Regions from separate parts of the Oryctolagus cuniculus genome. Here region 1 is linked to region 2. Evidence: chromatin contacts called from public Hi-C data. All regions are on one chromosome and are shown on one strand. The core of a region is the stretch at or near the end of the contact, and the rest is flanking DNA. Distances in the headings are between cores, read along the strand shown.

Evidence for each region. A called contact is a pair of places that touch in the nucleus more often than the background predicts.
Region 1: a contact with region 2 is called in a Hi-C map of psoas muscle, with 3 times the contacts expected there. The contact joins the enhancer-like site here to the promoter of MDFIC in region 2. A contact is called at or near these places in 2 of 6 Hi-C or Micro-C datasets (psoas muscle and an unstated tissue).

What each region holds. Positions count from the first base shown.
Region 1 is chr3:150,387,648-150,393,756 of mOryCun1.1, reverse strand. All of the region lies in intron 3 of MDFIC (MyoD family inhibitor domain containing), which reads right to left. Among named protein-coding and RNA genes, the nearest start is that of MDFIC, 89 kb to the right of the region's middle. Within about 2 kb of position 2,061, at least 2 of the 8 cell types and tissues checked have an H3K27ac peak or open chromatin away from gene starts, as enhancers often do.
Region 2 is chr3:150,299,232-150,305,096 of mOryCun1.1, reverse strand. MDFIC (MyoD family inhibitor domain containing) reads right to left here and starts at 3,012. Exons shown (of 4, transcript NM_001171407.1): 1 at 2,919-3,012. The coding sequence starts at 3,012.

The DNA of each region.
Region 1 (6,109 bases), core at 812-3,311, 90 kb before region 2:
GTGGAAACGTTAATGGTAGACACCCCAAAGGCTAAGCTATCTATGTAAATATTAAAACTTATAAAAACAATCATTGTTTTAAAACACAGACCCTACATATTTTACTAGGAAACCACATACTCAGAAAAACCTAATCTATTAACAGGCACCCAAAGAAGCCACAAACCAAAATGCATCTTAAAGATGACAGAGCTATTAAACACAGTATATCCATAGAAATACACCCATTTTATGTGATTTATATGTAGTAACAGATCTAGAAATGGCAACAACAAGAAATGGATCCCTAAGTTACATCAAATCAATGAAATTATCTGGTTTCTATTCTTACCACATGTTTTATCTTTTTTCAAGTTGTATTCTTTAAAGAGGAGCTCAACTGATGAAAAGGGTACAATAAACTATGAAGTAATTGCAATGGTTCCTGCCCCACACTGCCAAGGGGCACTGAGGGTCACAAAAGACAGGAAAACTGAAGCAGAAAGAGACTGCAAGAGTGATCCAATCCAAGAAGACTGTAGTAGAGAAACAAACTTTCAGAAAGACAGGTTCTCTGTATCCATGTGGTTCACCGTCAGAAATAATTCTTTCTCCTCCTGTTCTTGAGGTTTTCAGTTTTTATGATTTTATTCAGTCATTATTTGCAGTTTTTGCCAAAAGTGTTTAACCTTTGAGAAGCCAACTGGGTTCCAGGAAGGAAGCCTATCCTGTCTTAAACTGGGCCAAGCCAGAATTGCACAATTCGGAATACTGAGAGGAGAACTCAGCACAAGACTGACAGCTACTGTAAATTGAGGAAAACAAAGAAACACCCTGGCAGCCAAGTAGTTATAAAGAAAGCATGAAAGAAAGTTTCTAGCACAGCACTGGATCTGAAAAGCAAACCACAGCTAAAAACACTGTCATGAGTGACTGTGGACACAACTTCAGTCTCTGAGTCCTGGGAGAGGTTATCCATGTGACGTCCCTGCAGCTGGCACACCTGGAGAGCTCAGGTAACAACGGAAACTGACCTCGCAGTCTCACAGATACTGGCCGAAAATGTCTGTGACCCATCCAAGGAGCTTTGCTTTGCTTAAAATGAGACTGAAGTTTTGTTTCCATAGATGTCAGTTTATAATAAATTACCCCAAATTGATTTACCCAATCAGTATGTGAGCAAAAATCACTAGGAAATTGGAGGAGAGTAGCTTGTGACAGCAAAGGGAAACCTGAATAACAGCCACCAAGAAACTATTTGCACAATAAACTCAGCTCTGCTCTAAACAACTCTTTTATGTTTCTTTCGTTTCCACCCTTTAAGATGTGGTATGACAGGTGCTCTGAATTTCTTGGAACAAAGATACCAAGCAGCTGAACTGGAACACAGACAGGCACACGGCCCAGCAAATTCTGAGAACCATCAGCTTTTTTCTTTCTTTTTTTTTTTTTTTTTTTTGAGTGAATACAGATTGTATGTATCTTATCTTAACTAATCTATAATAAAGCTTCCTATGACTTAAAATGCTTGAAAATACTTTCTTAATCAGGTCCCTGTCAATGTAAACTATATTCTGAGAAGAAGGTTCTTTAGAATCTGAAAGACTAACAATATGCCAAAAAGCAGCTGCAGATTGGAACATGAGCAATCACTGTTATGTGGAATTAGCAATTTAGGAAACTGCTTTGAGATCAAACCTGACTCTGTAGCTTCACCAGCAAAGCTCCAGGGCACTCACAGTTGTTCCCTGTCCTTTAGCTGCTAAGATTCACATCTGCCCAGTGGTGGGATGATACCCGTTGTGCAGGGCCCAGCTGGGTGGAGGCATTCCTCTTCCCAGATACTGCTTTCCTGTGACTGTGGTTTCTCAATACAGAGTCCAAAAGCAGCCTGGAAGTGGGCTTTGGTTATCTTGAATCACAGCCGAGAAGGCTGAGTATCCAGCCTCTGTGAAAATCCAGCTGTGAGGGCCAGGACACAGTCTTCTCCAGGGAGTTCTGCTCCTCAAGTGTGTGTGGGGCTGGGAAATATTTACTCATTCTGCACGGTAGCTCAGCTCCAAGTAGCTCCATGCCTCCAAGACAGAGGACGCACAGCGTTTCTGGCCGACAGCCTTAGACTGACCTGCTGCCTGAATAAACTGGCCTGCAGTGTGCCTCCTACACAGAACCCTCTGGCTGACGGCTGTCCCAAGTGGCCAAGTGTCTTAGCCAGAATAGAGTCAACATTTTCCTAATGGGGAAGAAAGTGAGATAGGTCAGGAGGTGAAAAGAAGGCTGGAGAAGAGCCACATTTCCACTGCAGCACAAAGAAGACCACGCTCTGGGAAAGTGAACAATAATCTTTACTGTTATCTATCCTCTCAATGAACTCAAACCATCTCTGAAAGAAACAGCACTGTCGTCCCACTCGCCATGAAGGGACTTCCCATTGACCTTCCCACCACACATCAAACTCCTGGAATCCATCCATCCCTGGCCTATGGGTGGTAAATTCGATTTTTAAACTACATCAAGAGGATGGCATGGAGTTTTTGCTTCTCTTACTCATTTATCCTTTTACCTGACCTGTGACTGTTCCATTAAATATTCCAAACTCTCAGAAGAGAACTGATCCTGAATCATTGGTCGTGACTTAACTGAAGCAGTGGTGTAGATAGTTCTTTTAAAAGTTGCATTTTACAAAGTCTAGAAGATAGCACAGGCATCAGAATACTTTTTGCCTCCCAAAAGCTTAACCCAGAAAACTGAAGCTGAGGAATCATGTAGTTATCTGAGGGGTTTTCTTAAACCGTATGTGTAGCTCTTTCCCCATCTTGAAAGATGGCAGATGCGAAAGCTGAGTAGCCAAATACTAACAGGAAGTCCTTATCCACTAAATACAGACTGAAAAGAAAACAAAGAATATCCTTGCTACTGTCACATTTGGTGTTGACAAGAATGCTGTGACCTGGGTGGCTAGGATTTGTGAAATACCCAGACATGATCCAACTAAATGCCCTTTGAAAGCTGATGAGACACAACACCAAACCCTGAGTATAAGGAACTGAGGGCCAGCATCAGCTCCAAAGCATTTCCATCATCCCCGGTGGGTATCACAGAGGAAGGACTTGACTTTCCTGATGCAGATGAGCAGTGGCTTCCTGCCTGGGACTGAACTTCTTTGCCTCCCTCTGTTGAGTTTCTCTGCACAGAACACACCAGGAATGTGCCATCATCATCTCCACAGAAAGTGAGATCAATAGCATGAACACCCCAGAACATCTGATGCTCACTATACCTAGAAGCACCTGTAGAGGCCCAGATACCAGGAAGGTGTGATCTTCAACACAGAAAGGGGAGTATGCATTTACGTAGGAGCCCAACATTAACTGGAGAGCTGTGGGCTTGCAAAGTTCCCCCAAAATCAAAGTTTTCCTCAGCCCCAGTTCTACCTGCAATCCTTTCTTGTTCTAACAAATGGAATTTAGCCTCACAAATTGGTGTTCTAAATTTCTTACCAAGAACTCAATTAAATAATTGGTATACTATAAAAATTGATACATAAAATTGGTATTTGGGCAGACAGAAGGGAACCAAAGACAAAAAAATTATATTCATTTTACAACACTAATTTTTTTAAAAAATTTATTTGTGAGGCAGAGAGACAGGAGACACACAGACACAGAGAGAGAAATAGAGAGAGAAAGAATGAGAGAATGAGATTGCATCCCTGCTTCACCCACCAATTGTTTAAAGAAGCTGAGGATGAGCCTGGGATAAAGTCAGAAGCCCAGGAATTCTACCTGGGACTCCTATGTGGGTGGTGGGAAGCCAATTACTTGCGCCATCACTGCTACTTCCCAGGGTCAGCATAAGCAGTTAGATGGAGTCAGAAGCCAGAGCTAGGGAGGGAACTCAGGAACTTTGATATGGGATGAAGGTGTCTTAATGCGCATCTCAATAGCTAGGCAAAAAGCTCACTCCCTCTACAACATTTTGAGATCACAAATGTGATACTGTGAATAATAATAATATTATAATAATATTACTTCCCTCATAGTTATGATGATGATGGAAAGAGTTAATGTTGTATCAAGGACTTCATATGCAAGTACTTAATATTATTATGGTGATAGTAATGATGATGGTGGCACAATATTTATTTTACATCCAACTAAGTTCCATTCACCCTCATCATGACACTGACTTGGCATCATTCTCTTTTAATCTAGGGAGATTTGTGAAAAGCTCTGTTCATATGGCTCTAACACTTCAACACAAATTAAAAAAAAAACAAGGAGGCAATTCTAAGAAACAGATTTTATAAAGACTGGAGCAGAAATCTGCAGGAAAGAATCTGTAATCTTATTTTTGGCTACAGCAGAAGACTCAAAAATGATAATCTATTTTTTCCATATTGAATTCTTATCAATTTTTTTCTCCAGAAGCTAGAAAGCAAAAATACAGCAAGACTATACTTTACTTGAACCTACTCAGAGCTGACTCTTAAGTTGGCCAGTGAAATATCTCTAATGCAAGAAGTTGATAATAATAAGGCTTAATAGAATTTTTGGATAATGAAATCAATTTTAGCTTTTTGTTAAGGACATAGATTTATTTGAAGGAGATAGTGACACACAGATCCACAACAAGAAAGAAGGGTGGGGGGAGAGATCGGGAAGGGAAGAGGTACCTTCCATCCACTGGTTCACTCCCCTAGATGGCTGCCATGGCCAGGGCTGGTCCAAGCCAAAGAAAGGAAACTGGAGCCCCATCTAGGTCTCTCATGTAAATGGGAGATGTATCAGAAGCAGAATAGCCAAGACTCAAACTGGCTGTCCTAATAGGATGTTGGAATTGTAGCAGCTTGACTCACTGTGCCACAATGCTGGCCCCTGCTATAGCTCTTAAAAGCTTTGTCCTAGAAAAAAATCAATGTTAAACAGTCTACTCAAATTGGTAACAATAACATTTATGGTTAGGGCAAAATACATGAAAATAAATTCTCTAGTGCTAATGAAAGTGTGCAAAATTTCTGTGAAATGCCTGACTTAATATTTTCTCTAATTTTGTTTTCCTAACTGTGTTTTTTACACAATTCACATTTTGACCTCACCTCTTATTTGTCCTTTATTTAAACACTGTGCAAAGTATGTTATGAAAACAGATCAGTATGTTATGAAAAAAATATATAATGTACCTAACTGAGTGATTCTGCAAAATGTTACAGTGGTGGTGACGATAATGAGTGAAATTTCACCCTGGCCATGGCTGATGATAGTCACAGACATTAGCATGTTGCAGAGACCCATGGAGCTGACCACATCACCTTGACAGTTCATGGCAGCTCGTGGGAGTACACAATCACAGGAACAGGAGCTGACAGAATCTGCACTGAGGCCTACAATACTCGCAGTACTGGGATCATTCACAATTCTCCAGGCACTCGACCAACCACAGCTCAACAACAGTCCAAACAGCACCTTTGTAATCCAAAGGACTGAGCGGTTCCCACGGATGAATGTTCTTGCAAGCCCCAAGGAGGCAGGGGCAGCATGCCCAGCTGGAGGAACAAGCCTCACACAGGAAGAGGAGCCTCACCCAGAGAAGGCCCGTGAAGAGATCCTCAGCCCCAACCAAAGAGGCACAGCAGTCCAACAGACACACCAGGAAAGATGAAGAGGAACAAGCAGAGTGAAAAGTGACAGTGAAATGCAGCACCAAAGCATGTTTCAAAGCAGTGCACAGGAGGTAAATCCTATTATTTATGGAATTAATTTGTGAATTAATGCTGGCATTGTTACTCTTTACACACACACACACACACACACACACATCCCTTTACCCGTGTCATCTATTAATAGCATTTGATTTTTTTAAGGCACTATCACAAGGCTCAAATGAACAGGACAGCATGATATTGAAATTATAAGTTATAAATACCTCTACCTTAATTTAGTGTGCAGATAACTTTGGAGCCAAGAAAATCTATGACTGTGTTGTTTGCAAGTACACTGAAACTGACAAAAGCAGATAAACCTGCCTTTCTCACACAATGAAAATGGCTTACTTATTCTTATTAAACTGTGCAAAAGAGATAAAAATAAAAGCCCTCTGACTGAGCTGACTCCCAATCCCTTTACTTCCT
Region 2 (5,865 bases), core at 1,763-4,262:
TCATAAAACAAAAATAGGCATGACAGAAGTTATTTTTCACCTATGAAGACCTTTATACAGGTACTGTGCATAAGAACATAAATCAATATTTCAGAAGGCATTCAGAGAGGGAAATAATTTTAAAATCACGTTTACTTTCTATTTTAATAACAGAGGTCACAAATCAGCTGCTCAGAGACTACATCTAGCCTGCAGGTGTGGTTGTTTTGTGTGGCCTGGGCAGAAACTGTATTTAACTGCCAACTTTAAAAAGTGGGGAAGTAAGACACAAAGATCCAGATTTCCAGGATCTGTTGAAATACTGGAAGGTATTAAGCCACATGGCAACAATTAGTTATAACTGGGCCTTGCCCTCCTGGCCTTGTGCTCTTCAGGCTCCTGAAATCCCTAGTGTCTGACACCCATCTTGGTTCCCTCTCACAGTTAGGAGTATGTGAGCTTATGTCCCTACTCTGGAACAATTTTTAAAATACACATAAAAGATTCTTTATGCTGTTTAATGCTTCAAAGCAGTAGTAAAACTTGCAGAATCACAACAAGAAAGTAGAAGTTTTAAGAAAGCAGAGCTATGTTCTCAACAAGAAAAGCCTTCCTTACTCTTAATACATTTGAATGTAATGGATGACACTGTGTAGGTTTAAACCAACCTAGGCTGCAGTCCTTTATTTGATGAGAAGTTCAGACTAGAGAATCCCTAAAAGTACTTCCAATTCCAAGGTTTCATGCCTTTGGTTAACAGCATGGATAACTCATTACCAAATAGTAATGTTACCCACAGGTTACACATACATGTCTGTACCTACATATTGTGCACATAAATGTATAACTTTACAGTAAAGACACAATTTTCATGAAATCATGTTTTCTGTTAACTTTCACAAAACACTCAGAATTTTAAAATTAAGTTTCAATTAACTAAGCAGCCATGTCCTACAAGAGAACTGCTAAACTATTATTTGAAAGGAATGAGGAAGAATCCAAGGACAGAAGGAAGTGGGTTAAGGACCTTGAGTGAGGGCTTAGGAGTACAGTGGCTTTTAGACAAGCCTTCTTGACAGATGTCTTTACCAATGAAACCAACCTAAAGACTGAATCTTGAAAGTTTGCCATTCACTCCCTCCAAATTTTTTTCTTTAATATGCCTTATGAAATCTACCTGTCTGAAATACAATACTTTTAACAAGACACTGAGAATTTTCTTTTTAAAGAATCAACTCCATATTACATTTATAATTGAGTCCCTACTTAAAGAACTTTTTGTGCCAAAGTTAAACTAATAAGAAAGCAACATATGTCATTGAAGTGATGGCTATTTTAGGTAAAATATAATCCAAGTGTTCCCACACTGAAACTGTATGTGCTGTATGCAGCAAGCATTCTACTTTAGGCCATCCTGGGCAAGCTGCCTCATAAAGTCAGATCATGTGACATCACACAGCTTTCCTATAGTACAGGTGCAATAAGTACCACTGCAGGCTTTTCCAGCTGATTTTAAAAATGCATTCTACTAACATTGGATATTGTAGGTACTAACCATTTCCAAGTCAAACTGTTTTTCTTGGATGGTTGATGTTGGTTTTTGACATATGCTTTGTTTAACAGTAGTGATTAATAGCTCAAATGTGAGCATAAACAGCCCATCAATGAGTCGATATGACTACTGAGGGCATGTCTAATGACAGGAAAATGATTGTGTTGACAATACAATGTGGAGAACACAGGCTGCTTCTGGGAAAACATATGTTTATCATCCTAGTTCCCTGATTTTTCTGCAGCTCATCGTTTTTAATTTTCTCAGTTTAGAAAAAATGAGTCACTCTGTCCATGCAAAATGATAAATGTAATTCAATCTAACAGCCCCGGATGCCAGAACATTCTAATTTAACCATGGCTGGTTTCTGCTTTTACCTACTGTGTGGCGTGAACATTAACATCTTCTTTTCCACTTTTTGCTGCTAAAAAAAAAAAAAAAAAAAAAAACCTCATTACATTATCATTCTCCTGGGCTAAGGGAGGGGGAAGCAGGGTGCTTCCAGATTTGGTTGAAATCAAGAAGTTTTTGATCCCTGATAGAGTACTTAGTTCCTTCCAGTGTCAGAACACTTTAAATCAGAATTGTCCTTAGAGGAAAAGGTGAGAGGAGTCTAAGACCTTTGCTCTCTATCATCAATGAAACCCTGGAGTATACTACCTACAGCAGAAGAGAAGATACGGGTCTGATTTGTGTATCAACTTGTTATGCGTTTCCTACAAACAGCAGTACATTTTTTATAGGCTGTACATATTTACACTTTGTAAAAACACACGGGAGCTAATTCATTCTTGAAAAGCATCTTTTAAAGCACGTTTATTTCAAAACAAAACAGTTACTAAAAACATATGCATGAGCCATTCCCAAGTCACAGAACTCCAGATCACCAGCCAGGGTGCAGAGCAGCCCGGGAGGAAAAGCTGAGAGGGAGCCCGCATGTTTGCTGAGAGAGCAGCGGGGGTCCTGGATTCCAGGACACAAGAACCAGAGAGGCCTGGAGTAGTAGGGGGGTCCTGGATTCCAGGACACAAGAACCAGAGAGGCCTGGAGTAGTAGGGCTTCAGAACCCACACTGTTGAGCCACAGGCCCAGAAATGCATACGCTTAACTCAGAAGCAAGCCTGTCACCCTGCCCCTCCGCCACCAAAGGAAGAGGAGTGGAGGGACCAGCCGATCCGCCCTCCTATCCGGTTGTTGATCTAGGGCAGGAATCCTGACGAACTTGCTGGAGGAACGCGAACTGTGCAAAAGTTCACAACCACACGGTGGGAACCCGGCCTCGCGCCGCACGAGCCACCCCCTCCCACAGTACCCGTGCGAGCAAACTTTACGAACGCAGCCACGACACACTCGCTTGCCCCTCTCGAGCGCACGCTCGCTCACTCACCGTGGGCCGGGGAGCCCTGCCGGCCGCCGCCCGCCTCGGCCGAGCGCTGCGGCCCCGCGGGCCCGGGAGCCAGAGCTTCGCCCGCGCCGGACATGGGCCGCTGCGCCGAGCCCGCGCCGCCGCCGCCGCCTAGCTCGCCGCCCCGCGGGGCGCACCGGGGAAGGCTCGGGACGTGTCGGGCGCAAGGACCTGACTGGTTCTGGCGGAAAAGAAAAAAAAAAAAAGCCCTGTTTTCAGAGAAGAGCACGCCACCCCTGCGGGACTTCCCTCCCCCTGCGCGGCCCTCCCTCAAACTCCACCCCGGGGAAGTTTTGATTTGAAAGCGGCGAGGAAAACTGTGACAGAGCAAGTTGACAGCGGCGCGCTCCCGGGGGGCTCGCAGTGGGCAGCGAAGGGGGACAGGGCCGAGGAAGCACGGGGACGGGACCCGAACCCCTTCTCCTCCCGGCCCGGGGCCACCACCTACCTCAGCATCCCCCCGCCCCCACGCCCCGGTCGCTCAAAGCCCCCTTCCTCCTCCTCTTCCGTCCGGCAAAGTTAGCGTGGCCGCATCGCGCCCCGTGGCCTGAGGGCTGCGGCAGCCGCCCCTGCGCGTCCCTCCCCGCCTCGCTGCGGCTCTGCCCAGACGTCGCGGTGGCGGCAACGGCGGCCGCGGCGGCTCCGACTGCGCGCACCCCGCCCCTTCTTGCCAGCCAGCTCGCTCCGGACCGGTCCCCTCAGAGGAGGACTCTTCCTCCTCTGCCTCAGTGCCCGCCGCTCCGCGTCTGCGGCCCCGAAACACTTGTTCTTGTGTGGCTTCTTGTCATCGCGTCCGGGTCGCAGAGGCCTCGAACCCTTGGCGGGCGGCCACGAGGCTGGCTGCTGCGCTAGCCCGCGCCCCGCGCTGTCTGGGTCAGGAGGCCAAAGGCGGACCCAGCGCTCGCCCGCGGGCTCCCCACCCGGGCTCTGGAACCAGAGGGAGTGGGCCGGGCTGGTCTCAGGCTGCCCAGACGAACCACCCTGAACCCTAGCCCTGCCCAGAAGCTCACTGCCTCCCGACTCCTCATTCTCATCCTGACCCCAGACACCTGAAGGGAAGTGGAAACCTTTCAGATGGACAAGGACAAAGGAAAAGAAACTACATGTAACTTTCCTGGTGGAATAGTGTGCATTTGAAACCTTGACCTCAGCCCCCCGCCACTCCCGACACACACACACACACACACACACACACACACACGTGCTGCAGGTTGAGCGTTTTATCTGTTTTTCTCTTCTTGGTCTGTTTTCGCCCAACAGGTAGGTCCCTGATCAGGTAAAACCAGTTGCAGTTGCAGAATCCGCTGGAGAGATCCAGACAGGCAGAGTTGACACCCTTGGGGATGAAGGTTCTGGCGCCTCTCCCAGTCTGGCGTGTGACAGGCTCCCTGCCTCACTGGACCAAGGCCCTCTGTGGGGGAGATAAAGTTGTGGTTGGAAGTGAAAAACTGATCAACTCTCAGCGTGTAAATGAGACGTTCTGATTGCAGCTTAATCCTGAGAGCCCAGAAAGTAAAGTAATTTGCTGATAAAAGAATACTTTAGTCAGGTATTCAGATATCTCCATTTTATTTCCTTCTGAGAAAATGCAGAATTCGTTTACAGAAAGCTAGTGCAAACTCATTTTTGGACACTCTAGGACAAGAGAGGAATCACAGTAATTCTCTTAACATTGAACGAAAGTATACTGGATTCACCCTTTTTCTAGATGCAGCATTAATATCCACGGAATTTCATTTCTTCACCAAGCCCATTGGAATCGAATCCAATTGATTGAAAACTTGCATTTCCTAAGAGTCAGTGCACTCAAATTTGATTTTTATTATTCAGGAAAAAAAAAAAAAACATCCTTGGAAGAGTCTGATGATGATGATTCATCTCATACTCCCTGAAGGAAAAATGACATTTTGTCCAATGATGTATAACAAACAAATGCGTGTTTATTTTGTTGACAGTTTCAGAAATGGCACTTATGAAAGCATGGTAACTCTCTTGAAAACTTGTCTAGGGGCCCAAGTTATTTGAAATCTGCTTGACAGGAGCAGATCAGTTCTGAGAATGACAGTATCAGTTCTGAGAACAAGCATTTAGGAAGCTTCTCTATGTTTTACAGCAGAAAGCAGCTGATCTGGAAAAGTCTGTCCTTTCTTGTTGTTATGTTTCCTTGTCCCATTTTGTTAATTCTCTCGCAAGGATGGTAAGATCCAGAATTAGCAAACAAGTTCCAGTACTCTAGTAGAAAGTCATAGTCAGTGGTAAATATTTGTTAATTTAATTTCACACAGTGCTTAATGTTTCAAATATAGTGAGTAATTCAATAAATATTTCTTTAATTAAATGTAAACATCTAATGGAGAAGAGATAAAATTCAAATAAAACTGTTAGGAACAAATGAGAGGCTGAGTTGTAGAATCACTGAAATGGTCAGATCTTTGCTCTTGGGTGACTTAGGGCAAGTTAGTCAACCTTTCTGAGGTTTAGGTTGTCTCATCAAGTGAAAATCAGAAAAGAAAAATCTTCACAGATTTTCTTGGTGAGAATCAAATAAGGTAATTCTCCTATAGAATTTGGAAGAGAATAGGAAATGGGGAAGTTGCTCAAAAATAGTAACTGTTGGGGCCAGCGTTGCCATCTTCTGCTGCTTTCCCAGGCCATCAGCAGACATTTGGTTGGGAAGCAGAGCAGCCAGGACATGAACCAGTGCCTATATGGGATGCTGGCACTTAAGGCAGTGGCTTAACCCACTACACCATGCCAGCCCCAAGAGGAATAATTTCTAATGTGCACAGTAGGGGTAACTACGATTGATAATAATTGTGTAAATTTCAAAATAGCTAGTAAAGGCCGGCGCCGTGACTCACTAGGCTAATCCTCCACCTTGCGGTCCTGGCACACCGGGTTCTAGTCCTGGTCTGGGCGCCAGATTCTG